Regions from separate parts of the Rattus norvegicus genome. Here region 1 is linked to region 2. Evidence: chromatin contacts called from public Hi-C data. All regions are on one chromosome and are shown on one strand. Each heading gives the region's core, a stretch centred on a gene start, on an enhancer-like site or on the middle of the called end of the contact. The rest is flanking DNA. Distances are from core to core; before and after follow the strand shown.

Region 1 (6,501 bases), core at 3,614-6,113, 630 kb before region 2:
AAAAGGGATGCTCTGAATCCTGTCTTGTAGTCCCATGAACAACTGAAAGGCAGGATACTCGCATTGATTGTGAAGGGGCCAATGACTGGTCCAAGGGGAGATGACTGTGAGCATGTGGTGGGAAGGGTGCTGTGTGTGACCCCTCAATTGGAAAGGCTCCCTGACGTGATAGTCCTTATTGCAATGTGCTTTGAACCATGTAATAGAATTTTCAAGGGGATCCAAGGAAAACAAAGAGGGAAATAAAATGTTCCTAGTAGGGACACTTTCTAGAAAACTAGATGGAATTCTCTGATCTCTAGGTAGACTAGTTCAATATGGTATTATTTTATGGAGCAGTATCCATTTTCCCAATGGGCAAAGAATGAGAAATTGCCCCCTAATAAATCCATGGAGCCCTAGTTAGCATTCAGCACTTCAAGGGGATGTTGCACTGAGGATTTCTGTGCAACCAATTACCTAAATACCAAGACATGTTGTCTCTCCCCAGACTAAAAGGTCTTTGGGACAATGAGGAGACAATGGCCCCCTTGCCCCCTTGTCATGCACATTAATGTCACAGGTCTCGGGAGAAGACTTGGGATACTTTGATGGCCAATGTGCTCAAATTGATTTCAGAGATTTCCAATCCCTCGCATCTAAGCACGCCTTCTCAACAAACAAATAGTCCGGGGGGACACAATTCTCCAGCAGGCTGTGGATCCTTAATTACCTCCACTCAGTGGTCCTCCCGCTGTTGGGAGCATGGCAGACCCTTGGAAGCATTAACATTCTTGGAATTTCATTAGGCTGGTCTTTGTAAAGAAGTTGAATGCTGCCTCATTAGCTCAGGCTCATGGGGCATTTGTGTCTCTGACAACAGTTTAATTATAGACATTGTTTACCAATCAGTACTGAAAAGACAGACTAGAGGGCTAATCTGAAGATTAACACAGTAGCTTGTTTGGAGGGCTAGTCTTTCAACCAGTGAATGCAAGAGTTAAACAAACGGTTTATGTAGCTCTTGTTTTCCATAACAAGATTGGGGGACTCAATCCAAGGCATGGATACATTTAAACGTTTCTAAGGCTCACTCCTTCTGTTTAACATCGATTTAGCTTGGTAAAACCCAAAGGGAAGAATGGCGACTTTGGGGAATATTGTGGTTGAATAAACGACAGCTCTGGGAGTCCAGCTGGTTAAGACAACAGAAGCCGGGCAGCTTTGTCCTCAGTTTCTGCAAACACTCTAGTGCCACAAGCCAGTGCTCACAAGGGAGCCATAAGGCAGCCTTAGAAATGCATCTCCAGGAAGATGAGGGACTCGGAGAAAGGGTTTCTCGATATGCATGTGTTTTGTTCCTTCAATCTGTAAGAGAAGATTCAGCCTGTTCCCCTTCAGCGTTTGGGAGTCCTGCGATCACTGCTCAGGAGAGAACTGGATCACAGAAAGACTCTGGGGCTTTCAGACTGGGGCTGAGGTACTTGAGTGAAACTATTTCTGTGATGAGGAGTTTTGGTAAATTGAAGACACAGGCCTTCAGTACTTAGAGACTTAACCCCTCCAACCTCTCAAATACAGGAATGGCCTTTGAGGCACATACTTGTCAAAGAGATCTGGACCAGGGTGGATGGTGCACCATAACAGTGAGTTCAAGTACAATTTTGGAGGGATATCTGATGATGTCACGAATATCAGGCTGACTGAGTGTGTGTTCTGCAGGAAGGTATACAGGTCAGGGGGAAGGGCATAACCCCATATCATTTGTAGGCAGATCTACTGGGCTGCACACAAGCCAGGAACTGTCTACCTAGAGGCTGACCTTGTCTACGCTGTCCCCTGGGGAGAGGGTCCCCAACTCCTCAGACTAAAACCACTCTACATCTTCCTGCTACTAGCAACCATTAATATTGGTCATTTTGATTCTTCACATAGCAGGACTAAGGAAAAGCTAAAAGCAACTGCAACTTGTTGATAAGGACTATTTCATTACCTTTTGGTGTGTGTGTGTATGTGTGTGTGTGTGTGTGTGTGTGTGTGTGTGTGTGTGTGTGTGTGTGGTTTAGGCCAGAGGTTGGTTCTTTTTTACCTTATATATTGAAACTGGGACCCTCACTGACCTTAGATGGTGATGAGCCTGCCAGTCTAGCTAGACAGCCTGACCCAGGGACCCTCTCTCCATCTCTAGGACACTGGGGTGTATAGGGAACCGCCATGCCCTCCCAGCATTCACATGGGCGCTGGGGTTCCAAACTGGTTTTCATGCTTCGTGGCAACCACTGTACCCAGTGATCCACCCTGCAGCCCCACACTGGCACAGTTTTAGTAGCTAACCTATGCTTGTTGAGATTGCCCACTTCAAAATACAGTGGAGTAAGACTTAGCTAGTTTTCGGCCTAGACCCTCCAGAATGGCGAGAGGCTCAAGAGGGGCCAGCACTCTCACAAGATGAAAACTGAGGCCTTGGATTTCCCAGCGGCTGTGTACCCCGTCATCCGGCCAGACTCCTCCATCAGCCCTTCCCAGCTCCAGGCACATTCGCAATACAAGGCAAGAGCTTAGGGACTCATCAGGGCCCCACTCTAACAGACACTGTCTTTTTACCGGAGAATATTCAGATTAGAGTTTCTTCTCTCTGTCACCACCTAAGTGATTGGTGCAGACGGCCACTAAGTTACCCAGAGCCTAGTGACCAGTGAGAATTAGTTTGTAGGATGGCACTGAAGAACTCTCTATAAAGGACAAAGAGGGAGGAAGCTTCAAGGAAGTTATTTGTATTCACCTAACATTGGGTTTGTTAGCTGAAAAGCAACATGTCCCTAGGCAGATCATGCCAAGCCGGCACAGTTCTCACTTTGGAAGGTCTTTATGGAAAGAGGGGAAGAAGTGAAGAGAGAGGGAAAAGAGGGCTATGGGTTGGGGTCCGTGTCTTTTATCCGGGGTTGTGATGTAGGTGACGCTGGTGATGCAGGTAATACACGGTTGCCATGGCAACGGATGCAGGAGGGTCCTTGTCGCCCAGAGATGACATCATCACTGTATTCAGAGGCTGGCTGTAAACAGCTTCCGAGGCTAAGAGGGTTGAGGACAAGGAGGGGACAGAAAACAAATTCCTAGAACGTTCTCTTTGGAGCCTTGACTCATGTAAGCCAGTGGGAAGGGCAGAGGCTTGTAGATGCATCTCCTGGTAATAGAGAGTCTGCTTTGTTACAGGATGAGAGGAGGAGAAGAAGGAAGAGGAGGAGGAGGGAGGGGAGGAGTGAGAGGAGAGTTAAAGTAATCATAAAGGAAACGTCTCTACAGATGGTTTTGAACCATCGCCTATATTGTGTCTGGCTACCTAGAACAGCCAACAGTGCCTATTTCATCTGTTAACTCCACATTCAGTTAGAGGCCATGTGCAGAGCAGTCAAAAGCCAGAGGCAGAGGAAGAAGGACAAAGAAGGAAAGGCTCGGGCAGCGTCCGCCTGTGGGTCTTGGCACCCTGGCCCTCCGGCAGCCACACGAGCCTTTCCCTGGGGCTCCAGCTGCCAACATCCCTCATAACCGGTCGTCCCACTTAAAATAATGAGTCTCAGAGTCCCTCGTTGGATTCGATCATTTCTCATGGTGTGGTTCAGGAAGAATAAATTGGTGTTTCAGAGCCTGCCTGGATTTATTGTAAACAGTCTCTCCCCACTCAAAGTGGCCTGCCGTGTGACCCTGCGTGGTTTGGCTCAGAGCGGTTTGGCTAGGATGTTGGCTCCATCACGGAGACACATTTGCTGTTAAAATAACACAGCCACAAGGAAATACACCTCGTTGTTGGCCGAGTGCATGTTTTCTTAGGAACTGGGAAGGATTCCTCTCTGAGTCACCTTAGCTGTTGCTCTGAGTCATTCCAGGGGGTGAGAAGGAGAGAGACAGAGCAGGGAGTGATGGGAAGGCCTGGCCATCATGACTCAGCCCTTCCCCACTCTTGACCTAGTCTGTGACAGGTGCCCAGACCTCCTCGGCCTCAAAGAAACCCCTAGAAAGCAGTCTCCTTATTGGCCAGGAGGGTAAAGACAGGTCTTCTGTTTGCTCAAGAGGTATCCAGTGTGTGTAGCGTGTGGTTTTTTTCAAGGCTAGTTTTCTAAGACTCTGAACCTGGTCCTACTTAAGGTTGGCCCTGGGTGGTAGTGATCTCTACTTGTAGCATCCATGGGCCTACTACAGGCACAGAGAGGCTGTCTGAACCCCCTGGCTTACTCATGAGTTCTCCATGGCTCTGGACCTTCCTGGGTCTCAGTGGACCCTGTTGGTTTTTCCTCTTTTCCTCCTTTCGCTTGCAATCTCAAACCTCCCAGAGTCTTGCCTCTGGATTTGACATCTGCTCAGTTCTGCCCGTATTTTGATGTGGCCAGGCCGGCTTCCAGTTTGCTATCCTCCTGCCTCAGCCTCTATGGTGGTGGCAATAAAGACATGGGCACTACTTTAACTTGCTATTTATTTATTTATTTATTTATTTATTTATTTATTTATTTATTTATTTTTGCAGGGAGAGCGGTCACAGGTTTGTGTTCTCTGAGAATCAGAATGAGACCCACCTTAACATCATCATTAGTTTAATTGCATTGGGTTGGCAAATTTGGATCAGTTATCTTGTCTAATCCTTAGTTTCTCCAACCACACAACAATCTACCACGGAGGTAACTAACTTCCTACGGTCATGAGAACTGAGAGGCAAAGGTTTGTAAAGTACTTACTTACCAGGTACCTAGACTTATTGAGTGTTGAGAAAAGGCTACCGCTGTTATGTCCTGTTGAACACAGAGGCCAAGAATGTCACTCTGAAGAGTCCCAGGGTATGACTCATTGGAAGGCTTCACAGTGTGCCGGAGTATCTAGCCATCAAAACTGGAGAGGGGCCCAGTCTGGCAGGTACATCCTGCTGATCTCGAGGCCGGTCTGGACAGGAAGCGTGTGGCTAGTTAAGGGAAGGGCCCCTTCCCAGAGGCACGCAGGCACGTCTGGAGGGAGGATTCCAGATTCACCAGTCTACAGTAGCTCTGAGGATCCAGGCAGGCCCCGAAGCTTAGTAGTGGTGCTGGTTTGGTTTATTTCCACGTCTTCGGCAGCTTGAGTGGCTGCTTCCTTCTGCGTTTTTTTGGACACAGTCAAAACAGTGTACCCAGAGAACCCTTTGGCCCAAGTTCACGAGCTGAGCCCAACCCAGGGCTCACAGTTAGACATGAAATAGCAAACAGAAGCGAAGCAGACAGGCACCCACACCTGGCGGCTAGAACGAGCAAAACAGACGCCCCGGGGAAGCGGGGAAGACTTTGTGTGTGAGTGCGGGCGGCCTTATGGGTTTACCATTCCACCTCCAGCAGCTTCTAGAAGGCTTTCAAAGTGAGGGAGTAGCCCCTCAGGACTGCTGAAGGCCGGCACCTGCACCAAGAGCCACGCCCACAGCTCCCCAGAGGACTCTAATTTATGGAGAGGGGGATTCTGAACTCAGCTGCATTCTTGTGGCTGGGATCAAAAGGGCTTTCTTGCTGACCACAGATCACATCCCAGGAATCCTCCCTGGACAGAACATTCCTGAGAATGAATGTGGCTTTGGCCACAGTCTGCCTGGTGGAGCAAGACTGAAAGGGCACAGAGCCAAGACAGATTTCAATGCCCTAACGAAGGCTTACATATCTCCCAACAAGAGAAGTGTAGCTCTGAGACAAATGCCACTTTCCCAACCACTTGGGATGGTTTGTTCAAATAGTTTCATCCCAGCAGATAACTTTGCTTCCTCTGAACTTAGTGACTTGGGAATGCTGTATTTGAATTAGAGAGAGAGCGAGCTTCTGGGACACTATACCACATGGCCTCACACTCTTGGCTAGCTTCACCCCTCTAGTGTGGCCCTGACCCTATTAGCGTTGTGAATTTGCAGCATCGGGATTAGGTTTTCACTAAGCCCCACCCCTGAGCCTGTATTCCAGCTCTGACAGCTTGACTGGGCAGGATGCTTCTGGGTCTTCTGGACCAAGGTGCTTGGAGCAGCTGGAGGAGGGAAGGGACACGGCTTGGGTGGGAAGGCAGGTGTCTGCTGGCGGGACTGTGTCTGGTAGTTCTGAAGTGGTGAATACCAGAGGTCAGTGGGAAAAACCAGCCTGCCCAGTTGACATACCCAGTGACCTCCACAGTTCACCTTTCCAGAGCATTCTCAAGAGTGGCCATTTTCATGTGTTCCAGGGCAACCTGTTCCCTGACAGGGTCAGCAAAGCTGTGCTTCCTCCTCTTGAAGGGTGAGTAAGCCTGGCAGAGAGAAGGAAGTGTGGGGGAGGGATGTTCCTTCCCCTGCCAGCCAGCTCTGTTTATGCAATTCCTGATTGTCTCCAGAAACGGGAAGAAAAGTGAGACTTGGTGTAGGCAGAGCCCCGAACACCCTTTCAGGTGACAAATGACTGCGCCCCAGATAAAGAAGAGTAAGGGGGAGATGACTGTCCAGCCTTTTCTTTCCCCACCCCCACCTTTTGCTGGTCCTGGGGGCGTAGAACTCAG
Region 2 (6,528 bases), core at 2,189-4,688:
GAGCACATGTCAAAGCTCACTGTTTGTTAAATGGGAAAGATTCAGTACACCAGAAGCTTCTATTATAAACATTGTGACTCCGTGCAATTTACAAAATGTTCTATCTCCATTAAACAATAAACCCTTGACCCCAGAGCTCAGTTTGGGGATTCTGCGATTCGAGAAGGTACACATAATGGATGGCAATAATAAATGAGGCGGTCAAGAGGTTAAGAAAAACTGTTTAATTATTTCTCTCGAGTGTGGGCTGCAGCGACCTTGCGCATTGCGTCTGTGGTCGTCCCGAAGAAACGCTGCACAGGTAGCACCCACCAGAGGCAGGCCAGGCAGGGCAGGAAAGCAGGTTGTTGGCGCTCGGCTGTGTTTGTGAACTCGTGGTCTCTAGATAGTCTTCCGTCTCTGAATTTTCGCCGCTTCTGCAGGAGTCCCAGTGCCAGGCCCCGGGTTCATCCTCTGGTTCCCAAAGAGTTTGGATTTGCTAGCATGAAAAATCAGTGGCTCATAGCTGCTTCCCAGCTGTGGCACTAGTGAGCGCAGCCTTTTTGCCTTATTTATTTGTTGAAAACTATGTTCTGTCCTCTCTTGGAAGTTCTCTTATGTAACGAGTCCTGGACGCAAGCCCTTGGGCACTCGGTCTCAGGCCCTCAGCTTGCTTGTCAGTTAAGGACCTCCCCTTGAGCAAACTCCTCACTTGAACTTCACAAGGTCAGGGTGTCCGCCTGAGGGCAGGACCTGGCAGTTCTCAAAGGGTGCTGTTCTCTTAAATCCTGCTGCGGGCAAAATACATGGAGTCTGAAGACCTGGGCTTCGGTTGGAGAGCTGGGCTAGGCGGAGTTCTCGGTGTAGCTTGAGAGGCAGGTGAAAGGACCTCCTGGAAGCTCTGCTGCCCAGAATTCCTTCGAGTCCAGTGTGTTCAAAGCGCGAGCCAGGAAGGAATGCTCTGTAGGTCTTCATCCAGGGTTTGAAGGCAAGCGTACAAACCTTCTGTTGTTGCCAAATGTAGGCGAATCCTTTAGTGCTTCCTAGCTTTCAGCCAATCCCGAACACATTTACAGTAAATTGTTTCGTCTTGGGCTCCATCGAGACTTGTGCAAACCGGATCAGAAGCAGCTGGTCCGACAAACTTTGGCTTCTAAATTCTAGCTGAAACGCATTGTAAAAAGGAGAGGAACCTGGCCTGGCTTTGATCGAAAGAAACCCTGAAGGTTCCCACCCTGCCTCCCCAATAACCTAGGAGAACAAAACGAAACAACAACAGTAAACAACCCCCAAACTGAAACGTTAACGAAATAACGACAGCAATGTATCCACTTCTGGTCTTAAGGCGGAAGATACGGTTTCCTCCATGTTCCACAAGGGAAGAAAAAAACTGGTCTCTCCTGGACGCGTATGAGAATTGGGGGTTTGAGTAAGAAAGTCTGGATCCTGGTGTTAGTCTATTGCTGGGTAGTCTGGATGAAGTGAACGTAGCTAATCCCCGGCTTTGAGGGACAGTTATGAGGGCTTCAACATGAGACTGTTGGAGAAATAATACCGTGTTCCTAAAATATTCAACCGGAGCCATTGCTGGTGAGAGTTCTTCCGTCAGGCTTCAACTGGGAGCAGAGAGTCTTCGAGTTTGAAGCCGCCCTTGATGATCAGACTCTTGTGATTTCAAAAGCTCTTCCTTCCCTGGGGTTCAAAAATCTCCTCTCGGGTAGCACTGAGATGAATAAAAGAGAAAGTGGGTGCATTGCCTTTCCTGTCTGTGTGAGGTTAAAACGAAATATCCATCCAAACGGAAAAGGGCTACGTCCTAGGATCGAGTAACTTCATTTTATCCTAATATTTCCAACTGGAAAGGATTACAAACTGTGTTCTGAGCATTAAGTGTGAGACACATGAGCAGGAAGTACTAGCATGGAGACACTAGTTGTAGTCCTTTGGTCCTCAGAAAAAGCTGGGCTACAGGTCGGGGTGGCAAGCTGGGTGTTTCTTGACTATCCTCCCTCCGCGGTGGCTTAAAAACGGAGCAAACCCAAAAAAGGCTAGAACTAAATAAATAAGACACTTATCTCATCTATAAAACTTAGGAATATGATTTACATCTCAGAAATCAAGATGCATAATAATTCAGTGTAAGAACTGAAGGTAAAGTTACTTAATGCAGTCCTTGAGTGGACAAAACAGAAGTTTAAATGAAGACTGAGATCATGAGATCTGAAAACATCTGAACCCGGGGCTCGGCTGTCAGCTGGGACTAACAGGGCCATGACTTCATCAAAAGAAACCCAGTTTTGTTTAAGCTACATGTGTTGCTAAGGGTTCTCAGAGGGAAAGCCTTTGAGCATATAAGGCAGTCTCTGAGAGGCCTGCACCTCAACAGATCTGTCTCTATCATCGCTGTGTGTTAGAGATAGAAGAGGATACCTGGGAGATAATTTGAGAAGAAAACTTTTCACCACTCAAGATTTCTTTCAAAGCAATTTTTAAACTCTCAGATTCAGTGGTTTAAAAAAAAAAGAATCACTTATCACAAAGCTCAAGGGTTTTCTTGAACTCAGATCTGGTATTTGCCATGCAGTATTTTGATAAATGGGGGTTAAATGATTCCAAAATACACGGATTGCATTTCCTTGAATATACATGGTTCTGGAAAATGAAAGGGAAATGGCGCTCTGAGCAAAATACATTTGGGCTCTGTTGAACCCAAATATTCCAAGAATACTGCAAAGCTTGCCAACGCTCCAGTGCTCCTGGGCTTGTATAGCCTGGCTCTCTGTTTGAGAATTCCTTTCAGCCCTCCTTTTCCCCAGGCATCTCTACTCATGACAGGAAGTCTGTAACTCAATTTTCCCTTCTGTAAATAAAAGGCATCTCCAAATTGCACAGCCTGCCATCCAACCCCCAGGAAAGAAGGGAAGACAAAAGCAGGGTTTAGTGGTTTTTATCATCCGTGCAGGGCAATCACTGTAAGGTCTTAGATGGTATGATGCCAGGTGGCCGTGGGGACCTTCCTGATTAAACAGACAACATCAATTCTCGGGGACTCTCCCTCAGGACAACGAGCACAGCATTAAGCGCTGACGTAAATAGACGGCTGAACTAGTGGGCACTGCTCTGGCCAAGTTTAGCTATAAGTACACGCCGCTCCTTTGTGTAGGGTGATGCTTTGAATGGGGCATCCAGGCAGCCGAATTAAATTAAACAAAAGCCACGTTTGGAGGGGGAAATGGTTCCAGTAACAATAAGTGCTTGTATTTTCCTAAATCTCCCAGAGCAGGATTAAAATTTATTGAACAGATAAATACTTCGTTTCTAAGTCAGGGAACTCGAAAGTCGACAAGATTTGGAGATTTGAACATTTGAGGTTCTCAGGTTGGCAAATAGGTCAGCAGGGCAGAGCTGAAACATTCCCGCCTGCAGGTCTGTTTGCTTCACTCACTGCTGCCGTGAGAAACTGGGCGCATTCCCTCAACTTGGGAAGCAATGAAGGAGCCGTAAGCACTGGGGTTTGTGAATCAACAGCGAGGAATGGCGTTTAATATTTAAATATGTCTCATGTAGCCATTAAAGATCTTTTACGAGTGTTAAAGCGTTATTAAAGCAAGATGGTCTCTAGGTCAAGGGCCCTTTGCTGGCACTCCCAAAGTGCTAATGAAGTGAGCAATGTCTCCTCAGAGTGAATGGCTGCCTCCAGCATTAAACCCGGTGTGTCCGTGCAGTTAAAAAATTCCCAAGGAGAAAAAAAACAAAAAAAAAAAAACAAAAAAAAAAACAGTCAACCTGAAAATTATCCTAACCCGGGAACTTTTATTTCCATTGTTTGAACAACAAAGCTGCCTCTGTAATTTACTAATGGGGGTGGGGTGGGGGTGGGGGTTGGAGGAACAAGGTGGAAAATATTGACCAATGAAAAGCGACTGCGTTGGTAATGGGCACCCACGAGAATGCCTAGCACCCAGTAGATCACTTATGACCCTGGAAATTATTTATCCAGCTCACAGGTGGAGTTAAGTCTACTCTCATCTAAGTCATCTGCTGGTTCCCAAGCGATCAAGGGAGGACCGGAGCAGGGAAGAATGAGGCTGTGGAAAGCCTGACAAGCCAATAAAAAAAGACAAACACCCTGCATAAGAGGGACATGTGAGCAAACCTGGATGCTTTACATTTTATATAAGTGATTGTTTGGAAAGACCTAGTTATGAGTGCTACCCAGACCTACTTTATCACAACCTATTGCCAACCACATCCTATAGGGAAGCAGCCACAGAAAGGGACACTAGAGAATGTATCCATAGAAAAACTCTCAAACACTCTTCCTTCCTTTAACTCCAAATAAAATAGACTCCCTCACTGATCGGCCATCAGAGTGAAACGTTTATCACCAAAAGTAATTTGACGACGACCCACATAGGAGAATGAAACACGCATGTCTGCGGTTTGCATATCATACATCCGATACGAAGTCGCGTGACCACTTGTCTTTACCCTGAATGTAGCAACTGACTGGTTCCATGAAGCATTTTTTAAGATACAAATCATAAAAGGTTACGTCATAGCGACATCAGATCTCTGAGTTCTGGTCCTCTGAGTTCTGGTTTTGGTGGTATGTGATTTTTTTTTTTAAACGGGCATGAAAACAAAGGATAAATCAGTCCTTGGTGGGTTTTTTTTTTCTGCTACATTTTTATGTCAAAGCATTTAGACATTGAATGTCTTCCCATTAGCTTATGTTCCGTCACTAGGATGCTATTACTCACACTGTCACAACACCCAACAGGCATTCAGCAACCTTCTCTGATGCTGTCACCTGCACTGGACATGGAGGGCATAGAGAAGCTCATTCGAGATGCACCTGAGGCAGGACAATGGGTGAACTGGAGTTACAAGAAAGAAGCCGAGAGCCGAGGTGGTGTGTTGTGAGTCAGTATATGTGTACATACTTATTCTTGTGTCTGTCTGTCGTATGTGTGGATCCGTCTTTATTTCCTTTGGGGACCGCACTAACCCTTACTCAAACTTTCTCAATGCATCTCTGTTTGATTCTTCTCATCTTCCCCGACTCTATCCCCATAATTTCAGCCCTGGCCCCAAGTCTACTTTTTGACTTTTTGAGATGCTTTCCAACCCAAACGGCCCAGTCCCTGATTCTTCTCAATTCTAAAGTCTGACAAGAGACAGAAAGAGAGGAGAGAGAGAGAGAGAGAGAGAGAGAGAGAGAGAGAGAGAGAGAGCGCACCCCTAACCAAACACCCTTGTTACACAGGTCATCAGCAAGGCTAAGGACAAGCCACCCTGGGAATCCCATATGTCCTTTCCACACAGCTAAGTCTTGGTAAACAGAAGAGTCCTGAACTCTGTGGCCCGAGAAGGAGCTAGCTCACAAAGCATTATGGACCCTGAATTGTGAAACTGCTTGAGACTTCTTCTCTCTGAACTCTGCTTTAAGCAACTGCTTGTTCTCTCACTACCATCTCAGTCACCACTTTAAGCATTCCAGAAAGTGAAAGAAATGGAGAGCAAATGGGGAACAGTCCCCTGGGCCACAGCCATACCTTGAAGTCACAGAAGAAGAAGAAGAAGAAGAAGAAGAAGAAGAAGAAGAAGAAGAAGAAGAAGAAGAAGAAGAAGAAGAAGAAGAAGAAGAAGAAGAAGAAGAAGAAGAAGAAGAAGAAGAAGGAGAAGAAGAAGAAGAAGAAAATTACAGTAGAATTCGAGTGTGAACACTTTTCCAAACACACCTATTAGACCACACTGGACCTCGGAGAACTTATTTGACTCCGAAAGAACACGATGAAAAAGAGATCCTCCTCATCCTCAACTAAGACAGTGAGAAATTCGCTAGCTCAAAAGTCATTCTCAAATACATCTGCTTTTACACGTTAATGCACTGAAAATTACTTGGTGAACAGGAAAATCGAATGGCTAGGACGCCACAGGCTCTGGAGACGAACAGCGATGGTGTTAATTTTGAGGGAAGACCCCGTCCAGTTGCATTTGCAGTTTATCATTAGAACTGTAATTCATTGCCTATTAGCTCATATCGATGCCTACCTATAAAACTGTTCCTCGTGTTTACAATGGGAGGCCTTGAGGATTAGCATCTCATAAATGGGTGAATAACTGAGAGGCTCTGCTGTAGCACACACCTCATCAAGCTTTCTTCTTGAGTCTTAAGAATGTCTTTAAAGCTCAACACTAGACCTCAATTGTACTTGAATTGCTCACGAGGAAAAAAAATGGAGCTTATGTTAATAGACTTGTCAACATGTTTTCTGCTTTAAATTGGCCAGTATAACTGGTCAGTGGAAAGAGCTTTGTCATTTATGGTGTGACATCATCTAGTGATGATTCTATCATCTTTAAAAGACTAAAGGATAGGTAAGAAGAAAAAAAGAAGTCAACCCTGATCAAACTGGTTGCAAAGCAGACTAAATTGCTAAGTTTACAGAGTGAATTGGATGCAGTCAATACAGAGAGAAGTAGAATGCTGGGGTAGGAAGGATCCAGGACCACACAGGAGTATATCACAGTGGTATCAGTACA

Evidence for each region. A called contact is a pair of places that touch in the nucleus more often than the background predicts.
Region 1: a Hi-C map of the A7r5 cell line shows a contact between it and region 2, with 3 times the contacts expected there. The contact joins two enhancer-like sites. A contact is called at or near these places in 2 of 12 Hi-C or Micro-C datasets (the A7r5 cell line and the Rat2 cell line).

Annotation. Positions count from the first base shown.
Region 1 is chr15:22,357,198-22,363,698 of GRCr8, reverse strand. No RefSeq gene overlaps it. Among named protein-coding and RNA genes, the nearest start is that of Cdkn3, 140 kb to the left of the region's middle. Within about 2 kb of position 4,863, at least 21 of the 93 cell types and tissues checked have an H3K27ac peak or open chromatin away from gene starts, as enhancers often do. A contact at or near this core is called in the A7r5 cell line, where this site is marked.
Region 2 is chr15:21,729,666-21,736,193 of GRCr8, reverse strand. No RefSeq gene overlaps it. Among named protein-coding and RNA genes, the nearest start is that of Ddhd1, 360 kb to the right of the region's middle. Within about 2 kb of position 3,438, at least 3 of the 93 cell types and tissues checked have an H3K27ac peak or open chromatin away from gene starts, as enhancers often do. A contact at or near this core is called in the A7r5 cell line, where this site is marked.